Regions from separate parts of the Mus musculus genome. Here regions 1, 3, 4 and 5 are each linked to region 2. The links are chromatin contacts, called in public HiChIP or PLAC-seq and promoter capture Hi-C maps. All regions are on one chromosome and are shown on one strand. The core of a region is the stretch at or near the end of the contact, and the rest is flanking DNA. Distances in the headings are between cores, read along the strand shown.

Region 1 (5,649 bases), core at 1,584-4,083, 1.1 Mb before region 2:
CATTTAACCTGCAACTTCACCACACATGTCCATAACAACCCTAGATGACAACCTGCCAACACCACTGATTCAGGGAATAACTGCCATGGTTTAATTGGAAAATGATCTCAAATAACTGTAAAAGATATATTAATTATGGGAGTATGTTATATCATCAGACTCATCTGATTTCCTTCAAACATGGTTTTGGTTTAGCCTCCCTCCTCGCCATCAGAACTAACCTAATATGGAGGAGGAAATTTCTTTCTCTGGACTAAAGGCATTCTGCTATCTGGGCCTGATAACCTTGCTGGCTGGTACCTCTGCCTAGCTGTGACTATCAGCAAAGCTTTCTTCACATTTTTAGTGCCCTGATTTTTCTCTTCTCTTTTTTCTTTTCACTAGCAGCTGCTGTTGCTTCTTTAACTCATATTGGGCTCATACTATTCCACAATACACAGGAAGTAGACATTATTATGGCCTGTTTTCAGACAGGCAGGACTCACACACATTTGAGAGGCCATGGCCAGAAGGGAGACGAATTCTCTGAAAATTATGCACTAACACGGAAAGAAAAATGTCAGAGCTGCAAAAACAACTCTGTATTGTCACTGATCTCTTATTAGGATCTTCTTGAGATCTGAAGTCTTAAGCAACAAACACAAACCTTGGAAACTATTCCTATCACCCTCCATTTAAGGGATTGTTTTTTTCTTCCCGAATTACAATAATCATTTTCTGATTTTCAACGTTTTTATATTTTCTTCGAATACTGCAAACTCTTTGAAGACAGGGACCACAATTCATATATTAATTTCTACCAGCCCCAGGCATAACTAGCCTGCAGCACATCCTGGTTGTTATTTAATCAGTTAATAGTCTTACTCTCTAATAAACTCATGCCTGTACTATGGTTTATTCCCATAGAACAGTATGCTACTATTTACTGATAATAAGTTAAACAACGTTCTGAGGCTTTTGTTTTTGAAATATTAGGAAAAGCCCAAACAACAAAGCCTGATTTTAAAAAAGCGCCACAAGCATGTCACTACAGATGCCCAGCAGGCCAGAATTTCAGCAGAGAAAATCCGGAAATGCAGGGCCAGTGGGAGAAGCCCTACAAATACCGACTCTTAAAAGGCCTCAATGTTCCGAATTCAACTCATATTTCAGGCAGCGGGTCTTGCAGTTTCCCAACTACATTTGAGAACAATTCTCCGGACTTGCAGGTGCAGACTGAAGACTTAATATGACAGGGGTTGAGAATGTTTTCCGACACAACACTGGCAAAGACTTGAGAGGCGGGTTTCCCAGGAACCTATCTATTCTCTGGGTCACCTGCGCAACGTGGTCATCCCTTTTCACTTTTAAAACGAGGGCAGTGGATTAGGATTTGGAAGGCCCCCCTTTCATTTCTTAATCTAGTCTAGTGCCTTAACACGATTTGAAGAGAGAACTAGGTTGGAGAGGACAGTTGCTTTACTAGTCCACATCTGAGTTCCGCTTCGGGTTTGCAGGGTTGGGTGAGGCACTCCAGGGCTGGCTTCCTTTTCGGTGGATCCTCTGACCGGCTAGAGCCGGAGCCGAAAGACCGGCGGGGATTAATACCAGGTCATAAACAACCTCTCACTTCCCCTCCCCCGCCCCCTCCGGGCCGCCCCAAGGCCCGGCCTGCTGCAGCCGCGTGGGCCTGCGCGCTCCCGTATTCTTCGTCCGTTCACCCTTCTTGGCCCTGCGTTCTCAAATCGCGACGCAGGGCCCTCACCCACAGGTTGGGGGCGGCTTCCACTTCCCTTCTCCCGACCCTGTCACCGCGCACAGCCAAAAGGCCGGCCGCCTTGACACACACGCCTAGGGCCGCTGCCCGCCCTCCGCGCGCCGACGCAGTCCCCGCCCCAACCCGCGGTGCTTCCGCGGCCTGTCCCCGCCCCTTCCCGAAGCCCGCCTCCCGGCTGCGGGCTTCGGGCCGCCCGCCGCCCCTTGCGCGCTGGCTCTAGCGTGCACCCGCTGCCCCGCCTCCGCGCGTGCTCAATAACTGTCCTCTCGGTCGGCCTGCAGGCTTCCCCCGCCCCTGAGCTGTTTGAATATGCTAATGAGGCTGTAAGGACCAGCCAATAGGGCAGTGGGCCTGTGGATCACATGACCCGAGTACGTGTCAGGGGCGGAGCCTACGTAGCCCCTGCCCGAGTTAAAACCGGAGTGTGAGAGAGAAAAGCGCTTCAGTAGCGAGAGGGGCTGAGAAAGTGGTGACACCGCTGGGGTGCGGAGGGAGTCTCTCAAACTTCTCTCAACAGCCCCAGGGCCAATCTCCCCTCAGCCCACTCCCCTCTTCGCCAGATCCCTGGTCCCCACTCCCTGCACTGGGGGTGGGGTGGGGAACTGGGCCCGTCTCCCGCGGGGACACACACAGGGTCCGGGAGTGGGGACGGGACCCCCAGGCCGGGGGGGACGGACGGACAGACGGCCGCGCGGCCGCCCCAGCGGGCAGGCAGGCCGGAGGCGGGGGTACGGCCGGGAGGACCTGGGCTGGGGAGTTTCCTCTCAACTATCGGGGGAGAAACTCCCCATAGCTGGTGTTTTCCTCCCGGGGGCCGCGTTCCCCGCCCCGCGTATCGGCGGTTGCCGCCGCCGCCGCCGGTGCTTCCACCTCTGCCATCTCTTCACCACCTCGGGCCCCGGTGTCCCCGGCCAGCACTATGCCCATCTTACTGTTCCTGATAGACACGTCTGCCTCTATGAACCAGCGCAGCCATCTGGGCACCACCTACCTGGACACGGCCAAAGGCGCGGTAGAGACCTTCATGAAGGTACCGACTAACCCAGCCCCGGTGGTGACCCGGACCCGGTGGCCCGCGGGGGGCAGGGCGGGGGGCAGCGGGTTTACTGCGGGCTCCGCGGGCGCGGGGACCCCTCCCCCACCGCGCGGGCGGGCGGGCGCTGGGAGCGGGCTCTGCTGGGCCTGGCCCATGTGGGGCTGCTGTGGGTGCGGGGGGCGGCGGAGGGACGGCCCTGCGTGTGCGGTACTGTGGGGGCGGCCAGCGACCCTTCTGCGACTGGTAACCTCGCCTCTGTGTTTCCCTCTCTCCCGCCCGTCCCCACCCTGGCCCGCAGCTCCGTGCCCGGGACCCTGCCAGCAGAGGAGACAGGTATATGCTGGTCACTTTCGAAGAGCCGCCCTATGCTATCAAGGTAACAGCCCTCGCCCTCCCCCTCCCTTCCCTGATCCTGCCTAGCTCGCCCTCCCCGCCCCCTCTTCATTATGCTCCCCTCCCCCACGGCCGCTCCCGCCTCCAGGTCCCTTCCCCGCGGCCTCCCACCCCTCCCCAGCCCGGGAGCGTCAGCGAGGTGGCAGTTTCTGGCCCACCGCCGTCCCCTCCGGGTCCTGCTCGGCCTGGCGGCGGAGGCGCTACGATCAACATGGCCGACATTTCCCCTCCGCGGCGTGAGCGGCAGCAATGAACTGTGGGGGATATTTATTCAAGTTAGCCCGAGTGACAGCGGGGCCCAGCCTTGCCTAGCCCGGGTTTGCATTAAAAGGGAATCAGCCAAAGCTGGCAGGGAAGCCTGGAGGGGGGCTTCGAGACTTGGTCATCACAGAGTGGAACTAGGAAGGCCACCGATCGGTGGGACAGCTGTGGTCAACTTAAGAAGTCCTGCTGCCATCTGCCTCCCACTAGCACCGTCGCAACACCCGTCCCTTGCACACAATTTGGAGGATGTTATGTTAGCAAATTTCCCAGTGAAGTTATTAAAGTATTAAGACGGTTGTTAACTTAACAAAAGGTGTAGGGCAAGCAGGTTCATTCTTGGCCACCTTTGGAAGAGTTTCCTCACCAGAGACAACAGTTATAACACATTCCCCAAGCCATATCAAGCAAAAGTGAAGTTAAATATGCAAACCTGAAATGGAATACCTACTTGGTGGACATCACATTGTAATCGGTGTCCATGTGTGTACATGACTTCAAATGATAAAAAAAAAAATCTTACATCTTTCTTTTCAGGCTGGATGGAAAGAAAACCATGCAACGTTTATGAATGAACTGAAAAACCTTCAGGCAGAAGGACTTACGACTCTTGGCCAATCCCTAAGGACAGCTTTTGATTTGTTAAATTTAAATAGATTAGTAACTGGCATAGACAACTATGGGCAGGTAGGTTGAATACTAAGGTAGAAAAGAGTTGTTTTTATTTTTGTGTACAAAACCACAATCCAGTCCAAAAGTATGTAACATGGAATGCAAGTATAAAACATTGGAGGTTGAACAACAGTGCACACCGTTCAAAACATCTAAGGTATTATGGCCGCATATCCCCCACGCCCCTTTAAATGTATTTGCATTCAGAATTCAAATCTGAATTCTTGGCTAGAAAGTTGACACACATTTGGTTTCAGTCCCTCAGAGTTCATAAAAAAGACATAAAAGGGAAGGTGTCCTGCCTCAATGTATCAGTCTGAGTTTCCTGTAGGCACATATGCAACCATTGAATGGGCCACAGCCATTAGCTGACTTCGTAGTTGCTTCTATATTATAAAGATATTGGAAGAAATGATTTTTAGACAAGGGTTTAGCTTAACCTCGATTGTAAACTCAGGCAAGAGTTTTCAGTGGTGTGCAGTAACTGGTTGACTGCATTCAGTACGAAGCTTGAAATCAATGACAGATTCAGAAGTTCTAAAGTTTAAAAATTCTAAACCCTTGGGAAGATGTTTTCTGCAAAACATGAAAATTTGCCTGTCTTCCTGAAGCTCCCTAAGGTTGCTTTTTTCATCTGTGAGGATGGGACAAGAGCTTTAAGTCACAACAGTCATTGACCAATGTTACTAACTTAGGACATTGCTCTCCTAGAAATGCAAGATGCCAAAGGATATGCAGTGGTGTACACAAGGAATAATATTACACCCAAGGACTTCAGTACGCAAAGCACTATTACCATAATGCTATATTTAGGAATATATGTTATATACTTTTCCCAAGTTCCATAATGCACAGTTCTCGTGAATTTTGAACATTTTAAAGAATTTTTTTCTGTGACTTCAAGCTATATGCCTCACTTGGGGATAATTCTTAAACATCTTTAGAAATGATTGATTTTGGTCTTACAGCATTTAAAGTATGCATTACAAATCAGATTTCTCTGGAAATCATTTCCATCATTTAAATAGGTAATCATTTTAACGTACATTTTTGTTGTTGTTACTTTATAACTCTTTGCCACTTGTTGGTCAGTTTTTGTAAAAGCAGTTTTTTTCCTTTGTTGGCTATAATGCTACTGTCTTTATCATTTAACATTTTAATCCAAGGTTACTGAGTTCAAAGACACCTTTGAAACTTGCTATTTAGTTCCTTTATTTCGTTTGTCAGGTCGTGTGTTATAGAACTATCAATTTCCTGTTTTTCTGTGTCACATTTCATAAGAGAGAAGGACATTTGGATATGTCCACCTCTCATATTTTTAAAACGTGGCATAAAGTCCTTTAGGAGGATTGTTTGCCACGGAGAGATTTGAGGGCATTTGTATACTTTTGTAGGAAGTTTAAGGCTGCAGGGAGACCTGTGCTGTATCACTTTGACCAGAAGGAAGAAAGCCCTGGAGATTGTGATGCTCTCATTGCCAGGCAGCAAGGATGCTGCCTCTTAGTTACTGGAGTGAGTCAGCTAGGGTTCA
Region 2 (5,968 bases), core at 2,004-4,503:
TTTTTTTAAGAAATGGGGGAAAGCTAAAAAGAGAGCGTCAGGGTCTATTTCCTAGGTAGCTTGCCTCACTCATATAGAGGGGAAAGAGGATAAAGTGGGCCTTCCCTTTCAGTTAGGGCTTTCTGATGTTTACCAAGAGGGTTCCGGGGGTAGAAATATCTGCCTTTCCAGGTTTCGACCAAGAGAACTTATGAAAGGCAAGGCCATTTTTTTTTTTTTTGAGTCCTGTGGTTAAATTATTGGCGAAGCTGAGTCTGAACAATGCAAATACATACAGGACTCCTAGTCTTGGGTTTTACAGAGCGAATGACCTCAGTGCAAAAGCAAAGCGCCTCTGAGCAGCTGGAAGGGTAATGGCTGTCTGCTAAGTCCTTAGTCAGGTGTGGGTGAGCAGGGCGAGCACTCCAGCAAACGGTTTCCACTTTCAACTCCCCGAGACCCTGCAGGTCTTTCTCACACTTGCCCAGACCTACAGATACTGCTGCAACAAAGGTGTTACTAAACAGAATAAAGTGTGTGGTAAAGAAAGTATGGGGGTGGGGTGAGGGTGGAAGCTGTTTCAAGTCAGTGTTGTTTCTCTGTGGGGGAAGAAGGGGAAGCGAGGACACGTTTTAGCTGACTAGATTGACACCAGCTGCCATTCCTGAGCGCCCCAGTTGTGTTTGGTTACCTTCACCTCGTAAGATGCCTTCCCTGAACTGCTAAAGTCGGCCCACCCGTCTCTTTGAAACCTGCCGGAGGCCGCCTTTGTCACTGCAATGACTCCTATGAGGGAAGAGGGATACCACTAGTTTCGTGAAGTCTTTTAAATTGTATAGAACTTTGGTTATTTGCGTGTGGGCGGGATGCTTATCCAGTTTCAGCCGGGCAAGAATTCCGTGGGCCTCGAGTCCCAAGAGGCCTTTGCGCACCCTCGCCTGCGTTCCTGCCTGAGACCCTGCTAAGACATCTGCCACTAGAAGCCAAACTCGTTCGTGTCACACTCCTTTACTTCTGCAGGGTCTCAGTCTTCAACTTCGAGACCCAGACCAAACTCTCCATGCAAGATTGATGTACTATCCATATGCACTTTTCCGGAGATGGGAGTTTGGGGGGAGGGGGACCCTTCGCAACCTAGGACAGATCCTGGCAACTCCTGGGCTTCCTTCGGGAACAGCTCCCCCCACCCCCACCCCCATCTCGGCCAATGTTTGCGACCCTACACTTAGGTCTGCCACCGCTGCCCTTAGGGAAGTGGCTGTGACTGATGCGCCTGAAGTGGTTTCGTTTTGATTCCCTTCCCTCCTCTCCGCGGCTAGGAAGACCGTGAAAGAACAAAGTGGGGGCGGAAAGCCGGTGTCTTAACAAAATAGCTGTGCCGCTGAGCCTTAGTCGGAGGACGGGGTAAGGCAACCATGACCATGCCTTGACAAACTCTGACCCTTGCAAGAGTGGGAAGGACCAGGAGGCCCTGACTTGTTTACTAAATGCAAAGAAACGTGATTTGTAGCTATTGCTGCAACCAAAGTGTCAAAGAAACGAATTTGCATTCATAAGAGGTTTGTTTTCCAAATGCTGAGTAATGAAGGGTACAAGGACCGGGAGGTGAGTAGCTAGGGCCTTTGGATAAATTGCAGAGGATGGGGAAGATTGAGGTCCCGCCCTAGGCTCTGCACACCGCCAGGTGTGGGCGACCAAAGCCTATCAGGCCTGCAGCTCCAAACTTTAGAAAGGAAGCGAGTGCTGCAAAAGTTCACTTTATATTGTCTCACTTCCTTCTTTTAGCAAGCACACACATAGCAAACTTGGAAGGCACGTTCTAAGCTTTAGAATCTAAAGTTTCTCCTTTAAAAAAAAGAAAGAAAGAAAGAAAAGAAATAGAAATAGAGAGAGCGAAAGCAAGCGGGCCTAAATCTGGAAAGGTTTCTCAACTCTAGGCAAATCTATTTCCTCCCCCATCTGACTCTTGGAAAAGCTCTACCAGGTTTGGACCCACCCTTATACCTAACTTCCAAGCCCCTCACAGTAGGTAGGTGCCCGTGCTGAGGCGTGGTGGTGGTCCGAACTTGGGGCGGGGGAGTGGGATGGGGGGAGTTCTTCTAGACTGTTTACCCCTCTCCAGTTGCTGGGAAAGTCCGATGCGTTTCCTGTTCTCATCCGAGCTCAGCCTGTTTTCCTGAATCAGTGATCTGGTAGCTAACTTATTATGTTCTGATCCTGAAAAGTAAAACTGCGTTCTGAAATCAATTACTTAGGAAAGGGACTAGAAGCTACAGAAGTTAATCACGCTTAGACTAACCACTTAGTTTGCCTTAATTGTAAGGCCTTCCTTTGGTGTTTATCGCACTTTTTGTTTACACTGAGCCCTCCGCCTAGGCTTTAGGCCAGCAGGGCGCTCAGTTTCACTTCGGGGTTTGGAGGGGCCTATCACTTCGTCCTCGGGGTTTAAAGGCAACTTGTAATGGTTTGCCCCAATCACTCCTGTAACCAAAGAGTAAGTCCTCAAGAACCGCGTTCCCTTGTCAAGGAGTCGGATGCGCAAATGCCTGGGGCTTTAAGCAGCTGGGAAAGCGAGAAGGAAGCTAGCGTGAAGCTAGCTGCACCTGCGGATCCAGAGCGTCCGCCCCGCGCTTCCCGCGCCCAGCGCTTTTGCCTGGGAGCTGCTGCGAGCCACCCCCGCACCCCTCACGCCCGTTGGCCGGGGGAGCGAGGCCTAGCAAGCGGACGCCTGCGGGAGCCGCCGCACGTAGGGGGCACAGGGACTTGTCCAGGCCGTGGGCTCCAAAGCGAGGCCCAAACGCGCGCGCTCTCTGCAAGTAGGGCGGTGGCGCTCCCAGAGACGGAGGGAGGTAGAGACGCCCGAGCGAGCGAGCGAACGGCACGCTCGGGGCCACTCCGCGCGCAAGGCTCGGGTCCGGGAGAAATTCCCCCCCCCCACCCCCCGTCGAGTGGTCAGAGTGCGGGTCCCCAGGTCGTGCACACCACCCGGGCCGGCGACCCCAGCCAGGAGCAGGGGAGCGCCGCAGGGCGGAGGCCGCTGCCACGGAACCAGGCGGGCGGCGCACAGCCCCGGGGAGCTGGTTTTCCCGAGAGGGCACGTGACGGGGTTGGCAGCGCTCGGGCCCGGGCGGGGGGAGGGGGAAGTGGCGAGCAGGAGGCCCGGGGGCGGGCGGCTGGCGCGCTGTGTACTTAGGTCGTGTGCTGGGGCTTTTCTCTCCTGGGAGCGGGCCGAGGGGCGGGGGAGGGGCCACCGCTCCGCCTTCTTCTTTTCGCAATGTTGACGCAATCTATAAATAGTGGAACAAAAGGACCAACTTCCTCGGAGCTTTGCTGAAACTGCACAAAAAATCGAGCTGGGGGGTTCCCTGGTCCCCGATGTTGGGGCGGAGAGCGCGGCGCCGAGGGAGGGGGCGGCGCAGACCGGCCTAGGGGACACCTGGTCGAGCGCAGCCGCCGCTCCGCTCGAGCCCTGCGCTCCAGTGCCCCCACTGGCTGGAGAGCTCGCCCAGACCGGGGGTCTTCCTCCGTCGCTGACAGGTCAGTGCGCACCGCCCCTTTCGACTCTAGGCTGCTTTTCTCCCTCCTCCAGCCTCCACTTTTAGAAGGGAACCGGGGCGGGGGCGGGGGGCGGTAAGGAAATAGAACGAGGAGCAGCAGCGACAGAAGGAAAAAAAAAAAAAAAAAGCAAAGCTGTAACCCCGGCGTGCACGGAGCGAAGAGAGTGAGGGGCTCCAGGAGGAGATCTGCGCGTGGCCCCCACGGGAGACGGAGCTGGCAGAGCAGGCGGGCCGCAGGGTGAGAGGAGGGGGCTCCCCGGAGGCCGTGCGCGTCTCTCGGTCCCCTTTGAACGCAGACCTGCAGAGTCCGCCTGGTCCACGGTGGGAGGAATGAGTGGAGAATTGTCGCCGCCGCCACTGCACCCCCGAGGCCCACGCACCCTGAGCGCCTAAATTTGGGGACAGGGTGGGAGGGGGGCACCCTGCGCTCAGGGAGCAAGGACCTGAACTCAGGAGCCCGCTGCTTCGCCGTTGGGGAGGGCGGAGCTGGCGCTGTTGACAGCGGTGAGGGAGCAGGGAGGGCGAAAGTTGGGGAGAGGAGGCGGGAGAGGTGGGAGTCTAGTTGAAAAGGGGGGGGAGGGAGCGCGCGCGCGGGATTCTGAGGGGCGTGGATCACGTGATGGGCAACCACCCCCGCTACAGGCTGGCGGTAGGGTGACGTCACCACCCTGCCTGCAGGGGGTGGCACTTCCGTTTTCTCCCCCCCCCCACCCCCCCCAGGGCTGCTGCTCCCAAGCTTCTGCACCCTCCTGAGGGTGGGCAATAGTCTGAGGTCATCAGGTGCTTTGGCAACAACCGGGAGTTAGGCAATGAGGGCTAGGTCTGAAGCTCAAGCCGGGCCGCCCCTCGACGCGCCCCATTGTGTGAGCAGTGGGCGAGGGCGGTGCCGGGTGCCGGGCCCCCCGCGGCTCCCAGCTCCAAAAGGGCGGGGAGGACTCTGTTCCGTCAAGGCGGAGTCTGGCCACTAGCTGGTTCCTGAGTCCAGACTTCGAGATCCCAGCGACTAGGGTCTTACTCGCCTGACTAGCCCTCTGGGCGCCTGGTGGTTAGGAGCCAGTTCTATGGCTCTGGTCCGTGGCCCAGCTTGATGGGTGTGTGGTCAATCTGTCACCACTGGAGCGACTCAATTCCAGCAGTCCTTAAGAGCTATTTTGAGTAAACTCTGGGTTTTGGTGACTCAGCTCGGTGAGCGGCGCTATTTATAGGTAGATGAGTTAAGAGCGGGGAAATACGCTTCGATAGGATCGGTCCGCCCTATTATAGCAAAGATCTCTACTAAGAAGCAACAATTTAAAGTCTTAGGAAAGAAAAATACTTGGTTCTTAGAATCTGTGTTGTAAGGAGAAGACTTAGAACAGTGAAAGTGGAACATTTCCCGGAGTAAATGGAGAATTTGGGGACTGTCATGACCATTAACTGGCTTTTCGGTGTAGGTTACTGACTCTCCTAGACACCTGCAACATAGAATGCCCATATTAGAATGATAAAAGGGGAAACTAAATGCTGGCAAAGTCCCTGCACTATATTCTGTAACAGGAAGGGATGTGTGATATTTATCTAGTGTCAAAAGTCTGGTCTGGTGGGAATTTTATGTTTATCACCCAATTTCTTCCAAGAAAGTACAACAAAAACGTGTGCTTTTCTTCCCTAGTGTGTAAATGTGCCACTAGTACGTTATTGCTTGTTGGGGTGTTATGATTTTAATTTTCACATTCCCACATTCCTTCAGCCTCCACTTTAGAAATCCAAGAGGCATATGCTATGAGAAAGATTGTGAGGTTGTCTGTCGGGTGGGAAGAGTTGAGTGAGCTCTCCTAGCCGCTGTAGCTTTCCATAGGTAGTGTCACCTGGGGTGTCTCTTGAAAGAAAGATGGTGACTTCCTGAGTGGTTAGGTCAGCTAAGAATAAAAGTGTCCAAAAGACTACAGAGTACACACACTGGGGCCTGCAAGATAGATGTGCGTACTGGTACGGGTGCTGGGTGGGAGTTGAAAAGGGGTAAGAGGGAAGCTGGACAGATGGTCAGGGCCTTCATGATTCAGAATAACCATGCTGAGGAATTTGTATTTGTACCTGAATGGGCATTTTTATTTTTTTAGCCTTTTAGGATGAACAGATATGCTTTGAGGGGAAAAAAAAAGCAATGGGTGGTGGTTGGTTTTTTTTTTCCTCCTACAAGTAAACAGAAAATGTAGCACAGGATTTCAAAGGGTTTCTCTGCTTTGTGATGCCTCAGCTCAAAACCTGCAAGAAGGGAAAACCTCCAGAAGATGTCTGATAGATGTGACAATTGGTCACATAGGCCTTGTGAGGATCTGGGAGGCTTAGAGATGGGATGTAAAAGGATTGTGAGCTAAGATAGAACCTGCTAGAACCACCTGCCATGTACCCAAGAGAAGTCATTAGCTGTTTGAGGTCAAGGGATGCACAGT
Region 3 (5,200 bases), core at 1,204-3,703, 1.5 Mb before region 2:
CAGGAACCAGAGGGGAGAGGTATCCCAATGGAAGGATATCTTGAGACACAGGTGCCCAGAAACCACACAGCCATGAGAGGAAGCTTCCTCAGGAGAGGCACGGTAGCTCTCAGCTGAGCAGCTCAGCTTTGCTCCACCTCTTCACTTTTCCCCTTCTCTTGATTGCTTCTTGGCTTCTTTCAATGATGCACACCAGGCTGCAAATACCATGATTTATTGGAGGGTCCAGGAGAGGAGAGAGAAATCCAGGGATGACTGTCCTCTGCTCCTAGGAGTGGACAGCAGGGAATTGGACAATTGGCAGGGTTTATATCTCAGCAGGATAGGATATCTCGGGGTAGTGGGGCAGAGAAATCCAGATTGAAGATTGGTGGGATTTCAAGTCCTGAGCTTGGGGAACTCAGAGATTGGTAGATTTTTCTGGAAAGCCCAGTAATCAGTGGCTTTTTTTTTTTTTTTTCACCATCACCCCCCAATTCCCTGCCTCAGGCCCATGGGTTAGGATGGGAAGTCCTTCCTGGCAAACAGGTGGCTTTGGCTGAGGACCCATCCCCTGCAGCTGTGCTTTGCTAAAGCTGTAGGACAGCTGCGATGGGTCATTTTGACAAGAGCTACCATTTTTGACAGCTGGGAGTATCATAGGCTGGGGTGAGAAGGAGGGGCTGGCTACCACTCTGATGGGAACTGATGGGACCAAGTCTGACTTTCCAGCTGTTTCTAATAAACTGATATTTTGAATGGAAATTAGAATCAAAGACTGAGTGGTTAGGTAATCCTTCACTCCTCACAGATCTTCAAGATGGAAGTCTAAGAGTAAGACATATTCAGTTGTCTCTGCCCTGGAATACACCTTCTAGAACACTGTGACTTCACTGTGTGTGGTGGTGGTGGTGGTGGTGGGGCTTTTTTGATATTTTCTTCTTGTAGTTAAGGACACCAATTCCATTGGAATTAATTTTAAGGCCTGCCCTTGTGGCCTTGTTTATATATAATCCCTATGAAATTCCCATCTCTAAAATTCCCCATTTTAGACTAAAGCTCCAACACAGAAGTTTTCTATAGAAGGACTCAAGCATTGAGGACCAAACTGGCACATTTTAATAATTTTAATATGTTTTTACTAGCATATTCACCATATATAACAATGGGCTGTATTATGACATTTTATAACGTATATAATATATTCTGATCATATTCAACCCCTATTATTCTCTCGTCTTCCCGCCCCCACTCTTCTTGAACTTGTCTTTAAAACTAGTCATTTTTCTTCTTGATCTGTCAGTAGGTTTAATTAGGGTTACTAACAGAAGTATGGGCAACTTACTAGCAGACATACCACTTAAAATCTTTGTCTATCTTTAGGTGATACAAAGGCACCACCGAACTTGATGACCTGAGTTCTATCTCCAGGAGTCAAATGGAAGAAGAGAAATGACTTCCACACATGGTATGTGTGTGATAACACTTATGCTCACATCAAAATATAATAAAAAGGTGTAAGTAGAAATGAAGGCTAATTGGAACAGTAAGAATTATGACTGTAAAGGGGAATGTAATAAAAATACATTATATAAGTGTATGAAGACTTCATAATAAAACTTATGTATCATTTATGCTAGTAACTTTTTAAGTCATTCCACCAGCAACCATCAACTACCAATAGAACTGGGAGGGAGCCCTTCCTCGCTCCTTGCAATCCTTAACTGGGGAGAGCAGGAGGTATTTGTTCCCATCACATCCCTGGGAGGCCCAATCTCGGGCAGATTTTGCAAGCACTACATAAGTCCTGGTTCACGTCAACTAGAACATCGAGAGGTATTAAGAGCTCAGTTCCCTTTGTTTTTGCAGCTTTGAAAATGGGATCCAAGAATCATCGCCATGTCGTCTCACAAAAGACGGGTGGAGAAGTCTGAGAAATACTGTGCGCTGTCCCGCTTGGAGTTTCCCGGGGCTCAGCAAAGCCCCGGTAAACTCGAGCCCCTGTAAACTCCTCGGAGGAAAGCAAGACTGTTTTATCTGTTCTCAAGCCGCGAGGCGCGTTTCCAGTCCCTGCTACCCTTTCACTCTGACTCGGCTTTGCCAGCCAACCCCTTAGGTATATCAAGAGGTGAACTCAGACTGGAGGCCGAGGTCCCTAGGATCGTGCAAAGCTCTCAAGCCTTTCGCGGAACTCCAGAACGTCCACGCATGCGCCTCGCTCGCTGCCAGCCTACGACACGCAGGAACAAAGGCTCTCTGCTGGGTACCAATCGTGTTCGCTGGCTGCTTTCCAGCTCTCCAATCAAATTCTAGGGTGTGGTCATCGCGCCAGGCTCCTCCGGCTTCCGATTGGTTAACGTTTTCCTGGTGCGAGCAGCTCTGGCCAATCAACGTCCGTCAGTCCACTCCGCGCGTCCTAGCCTGGAGGCGCGAGCGGCGCGGCCGGTTGAGGAGGGCGGGAGGTGGGCGGGACGTCCGGCGCTGGCCCCGCCTCCTCGCCCTGCCCACTCCCCGGCGTCTAAACACAGGTGGGAGCGGGAGATCCCGACAGGTGAGCCCCGCGCCCAGCAGTCGCAAGGATGGAGTTCGTCAAGTGTCTAGGCCACCCGGAGGAGTTCTATAACCTGCTGCGATTCCGCATGGGAGGCCGGCGGAATTTTATACCCAAGATGGACCAGGTAAGTCGAGCATCCCTGCTCCCTCGCAGGCCTGTGGCGGCTTCCCGCACAAGAGGTCTCTAGAGGATGGATGGTCTCTGACACCCTGGTCTTCACGGAAGGCGGGATCCCTGCCTGGGTCGCGCACCCCCACTAGGGCCATGTCCCCCCCCCCCCCCCCCCGCCTTTCAAGGTTTCTGTCTGTTCAAGCCATTGCTTTTCTTGGTAGTTTGGCTGCGTATTTTGTTCTTCTAAGCTTGGAGTTATTTTTACCTAAATGGGTGCGTTCCAGAATTGAGATTAAAGAGAACACGGTTGAGAACAATTTTGAGAACATAAGGAACCCTGGAGGAGTTATCGTGCCTATTTTCACTGGAATGAAACTTACTTCGCCCCACCCACTCCTTCCAGTTTTCAGACATCACCTCCCGCATAAGCTTACTCACCTTTCTGCAGCCACTATTTTATTCCTGGGTGCTTCCTACGGTTTTTGTTGTGTCCAAGTTCCTACTAGTTATTGGCTGCCAGAGGCCAGAACATGTTTGTTTTTTTGGTTTTTTTCGTATTTCATTGGTCTGTTCCCTTTCTTAAACGCGTGCTTTTATGATAATACTTACTCTGACAAAAGTATGTAACTGTTGCATGATGACACATCCAGTTAACATCAAAAACTTAAACGTTTCCCCTTCACTGGAAACATCAGGCACTGTATTTTATTTAAAGGTATTCTTAATTGGTGCCCTTGCTTTTCTCATTCAGAATCCTCCCTTTTTTAAGATTTAGCTCTAACAAGTGCTCTCAGCCATTCAGCAGACCCTGGACACCTGTCAGTGATGGGCACTCTGTGGGGTAAAACATGGATAGCAGTGTAATTAAGGGCATAGACAGGGTCCACAAGGAAATGAACGCCAAGAGTAGGTTTCAGGGGAGAAGAAGGTACAGTTGCCAGATTCTTGCACGGATAAGTAATCAGAGCAAGAGCAAGAATCTGCTTTATAATCCAACTTGAGCTCCTGACAGCTCCAGTGACAGGTAGTTCATTCTGACCTGCAAGGTCTCCTTACCTGCCTTCTCTAGCACCCTTTAACTTAGACCCGTGATCCCAGAGCCACTTTCAGATGCAAGATTCTTTATTTCAGTCTCGCAACAACTTCAGGGTTCTCTTAACTCGGTTCTGAATTTTATTTTTTCAAGACAGGGTCTCACTGTGTAAGCCCTGGCTGTCTTGGAACTCACTTTGTAGATCAGGCCAGCCTTGTGACTCAGAGATCCACTTGCCTCTGATCCCCATCTCAGCCTCCTGGCAAATCTGAATTAGAAGCGGCTTGAAAATAATCTTTTCTTCATGTACAGGCCTTTACTGCCTTGAGCAAAGTAGCTTGTCAGAAATGTGTGGGGGTTGGGGATTTAGCTCAGTGGTAGAGCGCTTGCTAGGCAAGTGCAAGGCCCTGGGTTTGGTCCTCAGCTCTGCGGGGGTGGGGGGGGGAGACAAAATAACAAAAAGACAAAAAACAAACAAACAAACAAACACCCAAGGTAACTGGTACACAGAGCGGGGCATGGTGGCACACGCCTTTAATCCCAGCACTTGGGAGGCAGAGGCAGGTGGATTTCTGAGTTCAAGGCCAGCCTGGTCTACAGAGTTTGAGTTCCAGGACAGCCAAGGCTACACAGAGAAACCCTGTCTCAGAAAAATAAAAACAAAACAGAAATGTGTGAAGATGAATTAGTGAACAGACTGCTTTGGGGAAGCTTGTATGTAGCCTTCTAAGGCAGGTAGGTGCCTTTGCCTGAGTATAGCAGAATAGTGACTTTTCCTAAGGGGATTTACAAGAGTAGGAGGGAAAATCACTGCTAGTTAGGATGCAAGTTTAACCTTTGTAGGGTTGCCTGAAGGAAATAGAGCTTTCAAATGCCTCTGTGGCTTTTGTGCATAAATACTTGCTTGGCTCAGTATTAGTAAGATTTCTTTTGAGTGCTGACATGATGCCGTAGGTGGACACTTCCACACCACACTTGACCTTGTACATGTATTTGACATGTCGTTTTCAATATGTTAAAAAGCATTGTAGAAAATTCCCTGTCAGCTGTGTGTATAAGGCATATGTGAAACACAAACAATTGCATGTTTGGACATGGGTCCCACTGCCAAGATATCTCATTGCTCATTTACAAATCTTAAGAAATCTAAATACTTCTATCCTGGAGAAGATGTACATTTGAGCTTTTACGGGGTGAACCCAAGATAAAGAATTTCTGCTTACAGTCTAGGTTGTAAGTCTTGGTCAGGAGACCAAGTGACACCTGACACCTGGTGATGGCAGTTCACCACCTCTGGGGAGGTATTCGCTGTCTTCTCTCGGTCCATGATGCTCAGGTTTTAGGATGCTTTGGACTGAATGTCCACCCTTTCCTTCCTCTTTTAGAGCCAAGGGGAGATTTAGTCTTTGTTTTGGAGTACAGACCCTGAAGTATTAAGACAGCTCTCAGTCTTTCAGAATGCTGATGAAAGAGCCTGGCGTAGCGCCACACACGCTTTTAATCCCAGCATAAGGAGAGGAGAG
Region 4 (5,846 bases), core at 3,144-5,643, 1.9 Mb before region 2:
AATAAACATCGAGATTCTATCCCATTGCAGTCAGAGTGCCCATCCTTTAAAAAGCAAATGCAGATCTGGGAGACAGCTCAGTCAGTAAAGTGCTGGCCATGAAAGCATAAGGCCCCGAGTTTAATCCCCTAGAATACACTGGCAAAAAGCTGGGTGTAGAGCAGCTGAAATAACTTAGGCAGAAAAGGTGCTTGCCACCAAGCTTGTCCATCTGAGTTTGATCCCACCCAAATAAGAGAAGTAACTCCTATATGTTGTCCTCTGATCTCTACAAGAAGATCTATGTACACACACACGTACACACACCACCACCACCAACAACAACAACAAATGCATTTGAGGATGGAGAAGAGCCCTCCTATACTGCTGGTGGGGATGTAAATTAGTTCAAGTGCAACAGAAAACAGTACGTGGCTCCTCCAAAATCTAACAGTGAGATCATCAAGATGGTTCAGCAGGAAAGGATGGCTGCTGACAAAGCCTGATTACTTAAGTTCAATCACCAGAATCCTCAATGTATGAATTCTCACCTAACCCATGCCTGTGTCATGTCATATAAGACATCAATCTTAAAAGGTAAAATAAAATAATAACTGAAAAGAAAACTAACAATAGAATTACCACAATGACCCAGCTAGACCAGTCTTGACCATCTGCCCATAGGACTTCCAATCAAAATACCACAGAGAGACTTGCACATCAATGTTTATTGTAGACTGTTCACAATAGCTAAGCTATGAATCAGCCACATCTGTCAATAGCTGAATGGATAAAAAAAAAGTGACACTCTCAATGCACTTTTATTCATATGCGCAGAAGAAATTAGTGTTTTCAGGAAAGTAGATGGACTTTGGATCATGTAAAGGGAAACAAATCAGATGCAGAAAGACAACAATCACGTTTTCTTGTTTGTAGTTCTCAGGATGAAATTTTTCTGATTATACACCTGTACCATTTTAATCTTGAGAATAAAGATAATAGTAGTACCTGCAAGGCAATGACGAAGTCCTTTAAAATTTTTTCTTAAAAAAACATTCACTTTATTTGTATGAGTGTTTTAACCTGAATGTATGTAGTACTCTTTGTGCTTGCTTGATGCCTTTGGAGGCCAGAAGATGGCACTGGATTCCCTGCATCTGGACTTAAAGATAGTTTTGAGTTTCCATGTGGGTGCTGGGAAGTGAACCTGGGTCCTCTGAAAGAGCAGTGACTACTCTCAATCTCTGAGGCATCTCCCAGTGCTCCTTAATATTTCAATTCAATTTTATGGTGTGTCCTCTCTCTCTCTCTCTCTCTCTCTCTCTCTCTCTCTCTCTCTCTCTCTCTCTCTGTGTGTGTGTGTGTGTGTGTGTGTGTGTGTGTGTGTGTGTGCAGGTGTATATTACTGTGTGGGCCTGGGAGTTTGAAGGTCAATATCAGGTGCATTTCTTGAGTCCTCTGAACTTTATTTTTGAGTCAGTTTCTCTCATTGGTTGGTCCAGAGTTTACTGTTTCTGCTACAGTGGTTGGCCTGTGAACCCTCAGGATCCTCTTGTCTCTGTCCCCCTTCTCTGGCACTGGGGTTTTAGACTCAGATTTCTTCTTTGTATATGTTCTGGGGTTTTGACCTTAGGTCTTTACACTTGCTCCTTACCCATTGTGGTGGTGGGAATAAGAATGGCCTAATAGGTTCAAATATTTGAAAGCATAGGGATTAGCACTATTTGAAAGGTGTGGCCTTGTTGGAGGAAGTGTGTCACTGGGGATGGGCTTTGGGGTTTCAAATGCTCAAGTCAGACCAGCAGCTCTTTAGAGCTTCCTGCTGCCTAAAGATCCAGATGTAGAACTCTCAGCTCCTTTTCCAGCACTGTCTGCCTGTGTGCTATTATGTTCTGCCATGATGATGATGGACTGAACCACTGAAACCAAAAGACACCCTCAATTAAATGCCTTCCTTTATAAGAGTTGATGTGATCAGACTGAGTTAGAGAACAGACTGAAGGAGCTGAAGGGGTTTGCAACCCATAGGAAAAAGAACATCAACCAACCAGACCCTCAGGGCTCCCAGGGACTAAACCACCAACCAAAGAGTACACCTGGAGGGACCCATGGCTCCAGCTGCATATGTAGCAGAGTATGATGTTGTCGGACATCAATGGGAGAAGAGGCCCGTGGTCTTGTGAAGGCTCGATGCCCCAGTATAGGGGAATGTGAGAGCCGGGAGGTGGGAGTGTGTGGGTGAGCATCCTCATAGAAGCAGGGGAAGGGAGGATAGAATAGAGTGTCTCCGGGGGAGACCTGGAAAGGGGATAACATTTAGAATGTAAATTAAGAAAATATCTAATTAAAAAAAAAAAAAGAGTTGCTGTGGTCATGGTGTCTCTTCACAATAGAATGCTAAGGCACCCATTGAGCTATCTTTATAGTCCTTAAGTAAATCCATTGTACACATTATAAATTTTATTATTTTCTTGGCTTATCAGAATCCCCTGAGGCCCTTATTTCTTGACTGTTTGGACAGTTAATATTTGACTACATCATTGGATTATTTTAATAGAGGCATATCCCATTGACTTTGAATTCTACCGCCACCTACTGCTTATGTGGGGAACTGTTTCTTGCTCTTTACTCAGGCTTTATTCCTAACTACTAAGTTTGGTTTTCTCAGCGCTAGTGAACTTTCTACGCTTTGAACTTCAAATCACTGGTGATTTAATTTCCTAATCGTTTCTGGTACTTCATTATAACAACTCAGAAGATACCTAATTTTTTTCTCTTGGCAAAAAACAAATAAAAGGAAAAAATCCTAATTTATGACTTTATAGAGCATGAAACATTTTAACTTAATGAAATAACGTTTTCATAATTTATTTTCAAGAAAACCAGAAGGGCCACAGAATCCATGGAGACTTTCTATCTTCTAGCATATACTAAATTGGACACTAAGTTCTTCCTTGGATATCTTCCATTCGGGGAGCCTTACCCTTCAAGGCTTTACTTTCATTTTTTTCTCTGTATAACTTTTCATTATTTTTCAGATTAAAAGTTTTCCATTCCACAATTTGTAGTTAATACAATGAGTCAAGTGAGGAAGGAAAGTAAACAAATCCGGTGTGGAAAACACCTCCACATTACTTCACCTCAGTCCATCAGCATCCATTGCTGGTTGTTTTCCTTTTGCAGATAAACTGGATCGCAGGAGTGAGTGATTTAGGAAGGGAAGGTTTTTAGAAAAGACAAGAACAAAATCAAGGACAAACACTGTGCAATCTGGTCAACTTCACTTTGCACACTCTGAAGTCAGCTACCTTGCTGTTCGTAGACACTGACTGGGTGGTGAGAATTTTCACTGCTAACACAGTAAAAGCAGGCCAGGACTCAAACATAATTCTTATTCTGGGATAAAGTAGAGGGATAGAAAGCAAGAAGAGGGAAATTCTATAGGTGGAACAACATTATGAACTAACCAGTACCCCGGAGCTCTTGACTCTAGCTGCATATGTATCAAAAGATGGCCTAGCCGGCCATCACTGGAAAGAGAGGCCCATTGGACTTGCAAACTTTATATGCCCCAGTACAGGGGAATGCCAGGGCCAAAAAGTGGGAGTGGGTGGGTAGGGGAGTGGGGGGGGGTATGGGGGACTTTTGGGATAGCATTGGAAATGTAAATGAGGAAAATACCTAATAAAAAATTAAAAAAAAAAAAAAAGAAGAGGGAAATTACAACAGCAAAACTCTGTCATTGCAGTGTCCGTGAGCAGTTCAGCTAGACTGTACTTAGCCGGGATACTATGAAGTCGTGACCAATATACCAAGGTCTTGATTTCAGGCTTTGCTACAGATTAACTGAACTATCTCTGAAGACACTAGAGTCCTTTCGCAGGGCGAGGATTAGTCAGTTTCTCTTTCCATCCTTTTAGAATATGCTGTTCTTGGTTAAAGTCATGGCGCTCTCAAAGAGTCTAAAGCATAGATTGTCCCATGTCTCTTCCAGACACCAAGATGCTACTTTTCGATCACAACCTCCGCTTCCATCCTACATTTGACATCTCTTCGTGACCAATTCATGAGACAACTACCAGGTAGCGCAAACGAAGAGCCCTTGAGGGACAGCACTCATGTGGAGGCTGGCAGGTCAGCGACGTCTTCTCGTCTCGCCTTTTCCGATAAGGAATATTTGAAGGGCAAGGATTGCGGCGGTAGAAGGTGAAAGAGGTTTTGGTTGGTTTTGTTTTGTTTTGTTTTGTTTTTCCATTGTAGGACCATAAAGTCATTGTTTCTGGCTGTGTTCCACCGGATCTAGCAAAGTACCAACTTCCGGTCCGGTTTCTATGTCTTCCGAGTCTCGAGTCCCTCTAATTGTGCAGGAGTTCCTGCCGGGTGCAACGCTCAGCAGCTACTTCCGCCAGAAGTCCCTGGCTGCTCGGGCTCGGATGCTGCTGCCCCGACGCCGGGTCCGTCTCCTCCGCAGCCCGCCCGTCAGACGCCGGTGGCAGCGGGGAGTGCAGGGCCTGGCGGGAAGCCTTCTCTGCGACCGAGTCCCGGCCAGTGGTGCGGAAGAGACTTGGAGAAGCGGCCAGGGCGGTGCCCGCAGGCCCTGGCGCACCCGCCCAGCCGGGGCGGGGCTCGACCTCCCGGGCCCGCCCAGCCGGGGCTCCGTCCGGGTCTGCGGATTAACCGCCGGGCACCTGCGGGACTGGGCCTCCCGCCCCTAGGCTGCGCCCAATATGGAGTTTGCGGAGCTGATTAAAACCCCACGGGTAGACAATGTGGTGCTGCACCGGCCTTTCTACACCGCCGTGGAAGGGACCCTGTGTCTGACAGGCCACCACCTGATCCTGTCTTCCCGGCAGGACAACACGGAGGAGCTCTGGCTCCTCCATTCAAATATCGACGCCATCGACAAACGGTGAGCGCCCACCACACCCAGGTCCCGGAGGAGCCTGGAACGGAACAGACGCTTTCAGGTGGTTTTTTATGGGTATCCTGGCTCAGCCAGCCAAATGAGCCTTCTGGGGCCTAGATCTATCTGCACTGGCCACCTGGCATCCCCAGGCTAAGGTCTCAGAGTCGTAGTGGTCATTTTGAACAGCATTTGGGCGTATTTTTAAATGTTCTTTGTAAAAAAAAAATTTCTTCCACCACATTTCTTGAATTATTGGTTGTTGTTAATCTGACTTCACGAAGTTATGATTCAATACAATTTAAAGCGACCCCTCCCCCACGATCTCGTTTTTAAATAGGCATGCTCAGCCCTTTGCAGCATAGGCCGGTCTTGAACTTCCAACTCTCCAGCCCCAGCCTCCCAAGTAAGTGCTGGAATTACAGTTGTGTGTGTATGGGCCGCTATGCCTGGCCATAGTATTTAACTGAGTACACTGTCATTTTTTCCATATATATGCATATGCATTTTAGTCTCTCCTTAAAACGTTTTAAAATCGGTAAGGTGCACCCCTGTAATAGCTGATGGGGAGTGCCGATGCAGGTGGATGACAAATTTTACACCCCTGCTCATTTAGGGAAGACTGAGTTTATCATATTGCATCTTACTTATTCTCTGGAATGATCACTTCCCACTGAGGGTAATCATTAGCCCTTAACATTCAGTTTTTCTTGTGAAAAGAAAGGGGCTGGCTCTAAAGGAACATAGGAACTAATTCATCTTTATTTCCCTACTCCATCACTTTAAATTTTTTATTTTTACTTATGTGTGTATGTGTGTATCTGTGTACAAGATACCATCAGCAGACTACTAGACTCCTCAGTTCATCTTTATTGCATAAATGTATTCAATGGTCTCTCATGCCTGCATGATAAAGACTGAATCCCTGGTTCTCTGTGTTCTGGTTCTCACCTACTGTCCTCAC
Region 5 (5,965 bases), core at 3,172-5,671, 1.2 Mb before region 2:
AGGCTGCTCCAGTCTTAACCTTGCTCCTAACCACAGAGACTCTGTATGGTAAGAGAGCTGTCTTGGGTTAAAGTGTGTATATAATGAACATAGGAAGGGGTGCTGAGTAGTTTGTCAACTTGACACAGGCTACAGTCATCTGGGAAAAGAGATCCTCAATTGATAAAATGCCTCCACCAGTCTGGCCTGTGGGCAACTCTGTGATGGCATTTTCTTAATTAATGGTTGGTGTGAAGGGCCCAGCCCACTGTGCATGTGATGCCTGTGGGCAGGTCCTGAGCTGTGTAAGGAAGCAGGTTGAGCAAGCTTTGGAGAGAGCAAGCCAGTAAGCAGCATTCCCCCATGGCCTCTGCTTTAAGTGCTACCTCTAGGTCCTAGTCCTGACTTCATGCTTCAAATAAACCCGATCTTCCCCAAGCTGCTTTGGGTTGTGGTCTTTATTACAGCCATAGAAACCTAACCTAGACCAAAGATAAACATCTGACAGGGCTGGGTCATACCTGGGCTTTCTTCACCTAAGATTCTACTAAACAAAACATCCCTTGTAAATTACAAAGTCTTGATCAAAACAGAGCGCATAGGTCTGTGATGGTGCTCTTTTTTCAACCTACTTTTCTCCTCTTTTTCAATATTTAGTTTGGTTTTTCAAGACAGAGTTTCTCTGTGTAGCCCTGGCTGTCCTGAAACTCCTTCTAGACTGGGCTGGCCTCAAAACTCAGAGATTTGCCTGCCTCTGGCTCCCGACTGCTGGGATTAAAGGCATGCACCACCACTGACTGGCTATTTATTTTTATTTTGTATGTATGCATTAGTGTTTTGCCTGCATATATGTATGTGCACCAGATCCATTTCTCCACTGGAACAGGAGTTATAGGCGGTAGAGAGCCACCATGTGGGTGCTGAGAATCAAACCAGGGTCCTCTGCAAGAACAGCAAGTGCCCTTAACCACTGAGCCAGCTCCCCAAGCTGGATGAAGCTCTTACACAAGGACCACTGAAAACCATTAGCCTAGAAAGGGCAGCCTGAAAAGAAGCAGGGAAGCGAGGGACCTTAGATCCCACAATTTGGTGGAGCCTTTGTAACTGGAACCTAGTTACAACCAAAGGCTCTGCAAGGTCAGCGAGTTGTGGGAACAGGTTCTCCACCAGGGCAGACAGCTTTCTTATTTTCTGTTTCTTCCTTCGATATCAAGTAAAGTGCCAAGTTGTCCCAACTGTGCCACAGTGAACGTGAAACCTACTCTTTAGCTTGAAGATTTGAGAACCACCAGCTTGCTAGTGAGAGAAGCCCGGGAAGGAAAACGTACGGCAAGTGTAACAATCCTCCAGAGGAAAGGAGAACAACAGGGGCTGGAGCCCAGTCACTCTTCCCCACCAGAAAGTTCTCTTTTCAACACTCTATCTTAAATGTAACGGTTTTATTACATAATATTCTCGGCCAGGGGGTGTGACTCAGGGGTAGAGAGTGCTTACCTAGCATGTCCAGACTTCAGAGTTCCATCCCTAGCACCACACACATACACAAAACAAAACCTATACTCTAAAATTTCTGCTACTCAACTATGTAAGCACCTTGAAAAGACTTGGTCATTAACATCGCTGTCACCCATTCGCACAAATGCACACGCGCGCGCACGTGCGCGCGCACACACACACACACACACACACACACACACACGATGAGAACACACTAGAAACTTTACTGTCTGCTGGGATGACTGAAGCAATGCTTGAATTCTCAGTTTGAACGTGTCTAAGGCCACCTAGTCCAATACTTCCCCCACGAAGGTCTACTTGTCTACATAAGGTTTTCACAAGTCATCCAAATACTCACTCAGCAAACATCAATGAATCCAGAATAGTTAAGTACTGGATTCTTAGAAATGGGGTGGAGGGAGGTCCTACATCAGTCACTGATAAAACAAGTAATGAGGGACTCCTGTGTGCCAGGTACTATGTAGCTCCTTAGTCAGTAAAGGACACAACGCTTCCTAGAGGCCTCACAGAAGACAAAACAGACATAACATAGGTATATCACTGCTTAAAACAAAAATATTAAGCTTTCTCAAAGGTGCAGATAAAGGCTCCAATGAGTCTGAACGGAGAAAGGGAACTAGGATTTCCTAAGTAAAATGCTACAGCGCACTATTTGTAGCTGACCCTCATGGTTCAGTAACGAACTGGCAAAGCAGCTAATGGTAATGGTTTTGCAAGTGTTGATGAAAATCAATACTCCATCTTCCTATCTTTAGCATTATATCAAGCGGCACTAACATTGCCTTTGAAAAGTAAGAACACAGATCAATTCTTTCTTTTAGGGCAAGCCATATCTAAAACTGCCTTAAAACAGCTACATTCATGGTTGATTGACCCGAAGAAGCAGAGACTTGTCAACCTGAGTAACAAAATTTACAGAGACAAGGACCCAGCATTACTGCAGGGGCCCGATTCCCGGTAACTCCACAGTAAGACAAATTCTGTTATGTACACTGCAAACCAGGGAAGTGAGAGATCATTAGGCACTGCACTTCCTTTGTGCGACGATGAACCGAGACGTGCTCTTCACTTTTCTGCACATATACTTTAGCTTCTCTAGACATGGAACATTACCTCCACTAAAGTTGTTTCCTTCAAGGAAAATACATTGAAATGGGAATCAGACGTTTCTAAACTAATAGCATGGAGCTGAGGTCTGGACAACCTTTCTCCTCCTCCTCCGATTGAGTTTAATGAACTAAAGAATTGCTTACAAATCGGGAATCAATCTCATCTCTAGTAATGGAAAGGGGAAGTTATCAACATATTCCTTCAATATATTTTATAGAAAATATTCCAGAAAGATAATCCTTTGATGACAAATTTTAAGCCCAGAAACAGTCTAATGCAGTCTAAGCATGTTGCACCAAAGGAAAAAATTAAACACTGTCATAAGACTTCTTTATGAATCTCTAACGGCTCCCACATCCACGTCACTCAGTTTCTTCAGTTCTTCCTGGACTGACTGCCATTAGCATATGTTCGCAATGTTTCCCCACAGATCTGCATAGGAAATGAAGTAGGCGCCATGCATATCAAGAATGATGCAGAGGTCGATATGCAATATACACATGCAATACACTCTTCCTTTATATTCAAGAACCTAAGAAACAAATCAAGTAAAAAATGTTTGAATTTACATTAGGTGCTGAAACGATTTTTTTTTAAGTGAGCACTTTTTGCTTTATCTTTGCAATTTTAAGAGTCACAGAATAACTCTACCTCGGCATGATACTAACTTATAATAAGAAAACCTAACTGCCTGTCTGAAGCTAAGAACCCAGACAGTTACATACCTCTGCCACGCTACAACTGATTTTAAAATGCTTGTAGATATTACCCAAATAGTAATTTCAGATATCTTACCCTATCCCCTATATTCAAGCGGCATTCCTCTGGAAATCAAAAACACAGCGCAAAAGGGGAATCCTGAAGGCAGAACCAGAGCTACTTCTGCTAATTAAGCAATCTTGGAAAGGAAGTAGGCAAAGGGAAGGAACTCAAGCAGTTGTCTGCAAAAGTGATCCCTTGCAACTTCCAGTCACTTCCCCTTGAGCTCCAAGACATAAACTTTTAGGAAAGGAAGGCGCCACACGCAGAAGCCCAAAGTTACTCTCTTCACAATTTAATAAGTCCTTGGGTTCGGTGAAAGATGTCCTGGAGATACACAGATTCGGTGAACCGTATAGAAGAAAGAAAATACGTTCCCTTTCTCGTTTGGGTAACCAAACAATGGACCAACTAGCAGCGCCTCCAAATCATCCCGGTGCATGGAGGGTCCTTTAAGCTAAAACACCTGCAAAGCTGGGCGGCTTCTCCCTCTGCCCTTCCCATCCCCAAAACTGGACCAGGTCTGGTGTCTCCTGCACTGTTAACCCAAGGGCCACTCGGACTCCGCCAGGGACCAGTTGCTGAGGCCAAGGCCACCGCGCTGGGAACTGAACCAGTAGGTGCGGTCTACCCTCCCACCAAGCCAGGGCCGGACCTCCGCGCGGCACGGGGACAAGCAGTCAGTACCTGTCCTCCGAGACGCTGATGACACCCTCTTCTTTAGGTACAATCACCGCCATGTTGACCACCTCCTGCGACCCCTCGACCCGCTGCAGCAGGATCGGCTTGCGGGTCAGTGGCTGGGGCTGGATCTCCGCCGCCATCGGAGGGGGCGCGCCCGGGGAGCAGCCGAACGCGCCGGGGGACTTGGCTGAAGAGAACGCTCAGGCTTGCGCTCAGGATCGGGCTGCGAAGCGGAGCGGGCCTTTGGGAGCCAGCGACCATAGCCCTGCCGCCTGTCCAGGGAATGTGCCCGCTCTGGCTTCCAAAACCAACACCGCCGCCACACTAGCCGCAAGCCGGCGCCACCTAAGAGAGTAGGGGGCGGGGAGCAGGGGGCGGGGCGGGGCGGGGCCCTGTCGCAAGGCGGCCAACCCACTTCCGGAGGATGGGCACTAGCAGCCAATGCGCGTGCGTCAGTCCAGGAGCCACTTCCGCCCCGCCGCCCGTAAGTAACCGAGGCCCGCAGTGCTGTCAGGACGCATGCGCCCCGCAGTCCTTTACTTTCCCTTCCACACCCAAAGCTTTGTCCCCTCCCTCATAAAAAAAAAAATCTGTGAATGCGCGTGCCCAGAGCCCCACCCTCTCCAGACTCTGGGGGCGGGGAAAAGCCTACGTCAGCCGCACCGGAAAAGCGCCTGCAGGAAGGATAGAGGCTAAACTAGTTGGGACGTGAGTGTGCATGCGCGCAGATGACTCACCGCTAAGTTTTAACAATAACACACCGGAGAGGGCGCTGTGCTGTCGGCCGTAGAGAAACGGCTCTTGCCAGCACCGCGTGGACTCTTGGGGGTTGTAGTTTCCTCCATCCTCGACGTCCTTGTTCTAGAAAGCAGTAACGCCCACTTCTCAGCCCAGGAGAGATGTGGGCAAACGAAACTCTGCGCCTTCTGTGGGTTATTGCCCAAGTCAGAGGCAGAAATAGTGTAGTATCTAAGAGGGAGAACTAAAGAGCAAGCCCTGCTGAGCAAGACTTCTCTCGGGGTCACACTGCCACCGGTTTTAGTGAGATATGAGGGTAGAGGAAGAAGAGACTCTCATACAAGCTTCTTTGAGGGAGTTTAGAGATCATGGTATCAATCTTCTCTTTGTATTATGAATAAAGGACTCACACTTGAACCTAAGTCTTTTTGTCCAGTCTTGTTTCCAATCCCTAGCAATTGAACATTTTTGCTTTTCCAGTGACAACGGACAGTTAATAAATACAATCACAATATAATATAGAATGACTGTAATAAGGAGAATAAAATGTTGACTGGGCTATGGGGAAATTGGAACTCCTTTACAATTCAGGTGGGGATGTAAAACAGTCTCTTTTGGGGGGGGGGGAATGTAGTATTGCTTCAAAGGATAAACATTGCTACTGTCAGGTCCAAAAGAAACGGTGGGGTACTAGATATCTGTGATTTCCATTAGCATAGCAAAGCAAGGCGAACCTTGAAAGCAAAATGCTAAATGAAAGGAACTAATCATAGAGGACCGTTTATTTTATGATTCCACTTACGTGAAATAATCAGACTAGTGTTTGTACAGAATTGAGAGAGAAAGGAATAAAGCAGTCAGAAGGCTGTCTTCCGTTCATGTATGTCTGTTCGCCAGGTGTGTGCCTGGATCCCTGGAACTGGAGTTATGGAAAGTTGTGAGCTCTAAGTGGGTGCTGTGAGTCAAATGTAGTTCTGGAAGAGTGTCCAGTTCTCTTAACTGCTAAGTCATCTCTACAGGCCCAAGAGAACTATTTTTTCTTTATTTTATAGTGTGTTTGTGTTTGTGTGTGTGTGTGTGTGTGTGTGTGTGTGTGTGTGTGTGTGTGCCTGAGTGCCAATATGTGTACCGCATGTGTGCGGGAGCCCAGCAAGGTCAGAAGAAGTGGACCCCCTGA

The links. Promoter capture Hi-C pulls out the DNA fragments that hold promoters and counts their contacts. HiChIP or PLAC-seq counts read pairs in DNA pulled down with a chosen protein or histone mark.
Region 1: a contact with region 2 is called in an H3K27ac HiChIP or PLAC-seq map of thymic regulatory T cells, with 9 times the contacts expected there. The contact joins the promoter of 4931440J10Rik here to the promoter of Dleu2 in region 2. A contact is called at or near these places in 4 of 39 promoter capture datasets (hippocampal neurons, liver, neural stem cells and 1 more), 6 of 484 Hi-C or Micro-C datasets (the G1E-ER4 cell line, LSK cells, cardiomyocytes and 3 more), 9 of 115 datasets of contacts at active chromatin or transcription factors (astrocytes, embryonic stem cells, epiblast stem cells and 5 more) and 1 of 9 other capture datasets (liver).
Region 3: a contact with region 2 is called in a promoter capture Hi-C map of liver, with 6 times the contacts expected there. The contact joins the promoter of Fdft1 here to the promoter of Dleu2 in region 2. A contact is called at or near these places in 3 of 39 promoter capture datasets (hippocampal neurons, liver and pre-B cells) and 2 of 115 datasets of contacts at active chromatin or transcription factors (embryonic stem cells and pancreatic cancer cells).
Region 4: a promoter capture Hi-C map of liver shows a contact between it and region 2, with 5 times the contacts expected there. The contact joins the promoter of Mtmr9 here to the promoter of Dleu2 in region 2. A contact is called at or near these places in 3 of 39 promoter capture datasets (liver and pre-B cells), 1 of 115 datasets of contacts at active chromatin or transcription factors (pancreatic cancer cells) and 1 of 9 other capture datasets (pancreatic islet).
Region 5: a promoter capture Hi-C map of pre-B cells shows a contact between it and region 2, with 6 times the contacts expected there. The contact joins the promoter of Wdfy2 here to the promoter of Dleu2 in region 2. A contact is called at or near these places in 7 of 39 promoter capture datasets (the C10 cell line, cranial neural crest, hippocampal neurons and 3 more), 2 of 484 Hi-C or Micro-C datasets (CD4 T cells and uterus), 8 of 115 datasets of contacts at active chromatin or transcription factors (DN3 thymocytes, astrocytes, double positive thymocytes and 4 more) and 1 of 9 other capture datasets (embryonic stem cells).

Annotation. Positions count from the first base shown.
Region 1 is chr14:62,757,685-62,763,333 of GRCm38.p6, reverse strand. It overlaps 4931440J10Rik (RIKEN cDNA 4931440J10 gene), which reads right to left and starts at 2,833. Exons shown (of 7, transcript NR_045503.1): 1 at 2,748-2,833. It overlaps Ints6 (integrator complex subunit 6), which reads left to right and starts at 2,222. Exons shown (of 19, transcript NM_008715.2): 1 at 2,222-2,786; 2 at 3,091-3,168; 3 at 3,984-4,133. The coding sequence starts at 2,676.
Region 2 is chr14:61,679,658-61,685,625 of GRCm38.p6, reverse strand. It overlaps Dleu2 (deleted in lymphocytic leukemia, 2), which reads left to right and starts at 3,253. Exons shown (of 7, transcript NR_028264.1): 1 at 3,253-3,516.
Region 3 is chr14:63,175,140-63,180,339 of GRCm38.p6, reverse strand. It overlaps Fdft1 (farnesyl diphosphate farnesyl transferase 1), which reads left to right and starts at 2,453. Exons shown (of 8, transcript NM_001360211.1): 1 at 2,453-2,657. The coding sequence starts at 2,559.
Region 4 is chr14:63,542,500-63,548,345 of GRCm38.p6, reverse strand. It overlaps Mtmr9 (myotubularin related protein 9), which reads left to right and starts at 4,393. Exons shown (of 10, transcript NM_177594.1): 1 at 4,393-4,888. The coding sequence starts at 4,707.
Region 5 is chr14:62,836,146-62,842,110 of GRCm38.p6, reverse strand. It overlaps Wdfy2 (WD repeat and FYVE domain containing 2), which reads right to left and starts at 4,421. Exons shown (of 12, transcript NM_175546.4): 1 at 4,054-4,421. The coding sequence starts at 4,190. It overlaps Gm26536 (predicted gene, 26536), which reads left to right and starts at 3,580. Exons shown (of 2, transcript NR_168886.1): 1 at 3,580-3,986; 2 at 4,091-5,210. Mir8098 (microRNA 8098) reads right to left here and starts at 4,390; the gene lies at 4,254-4,390.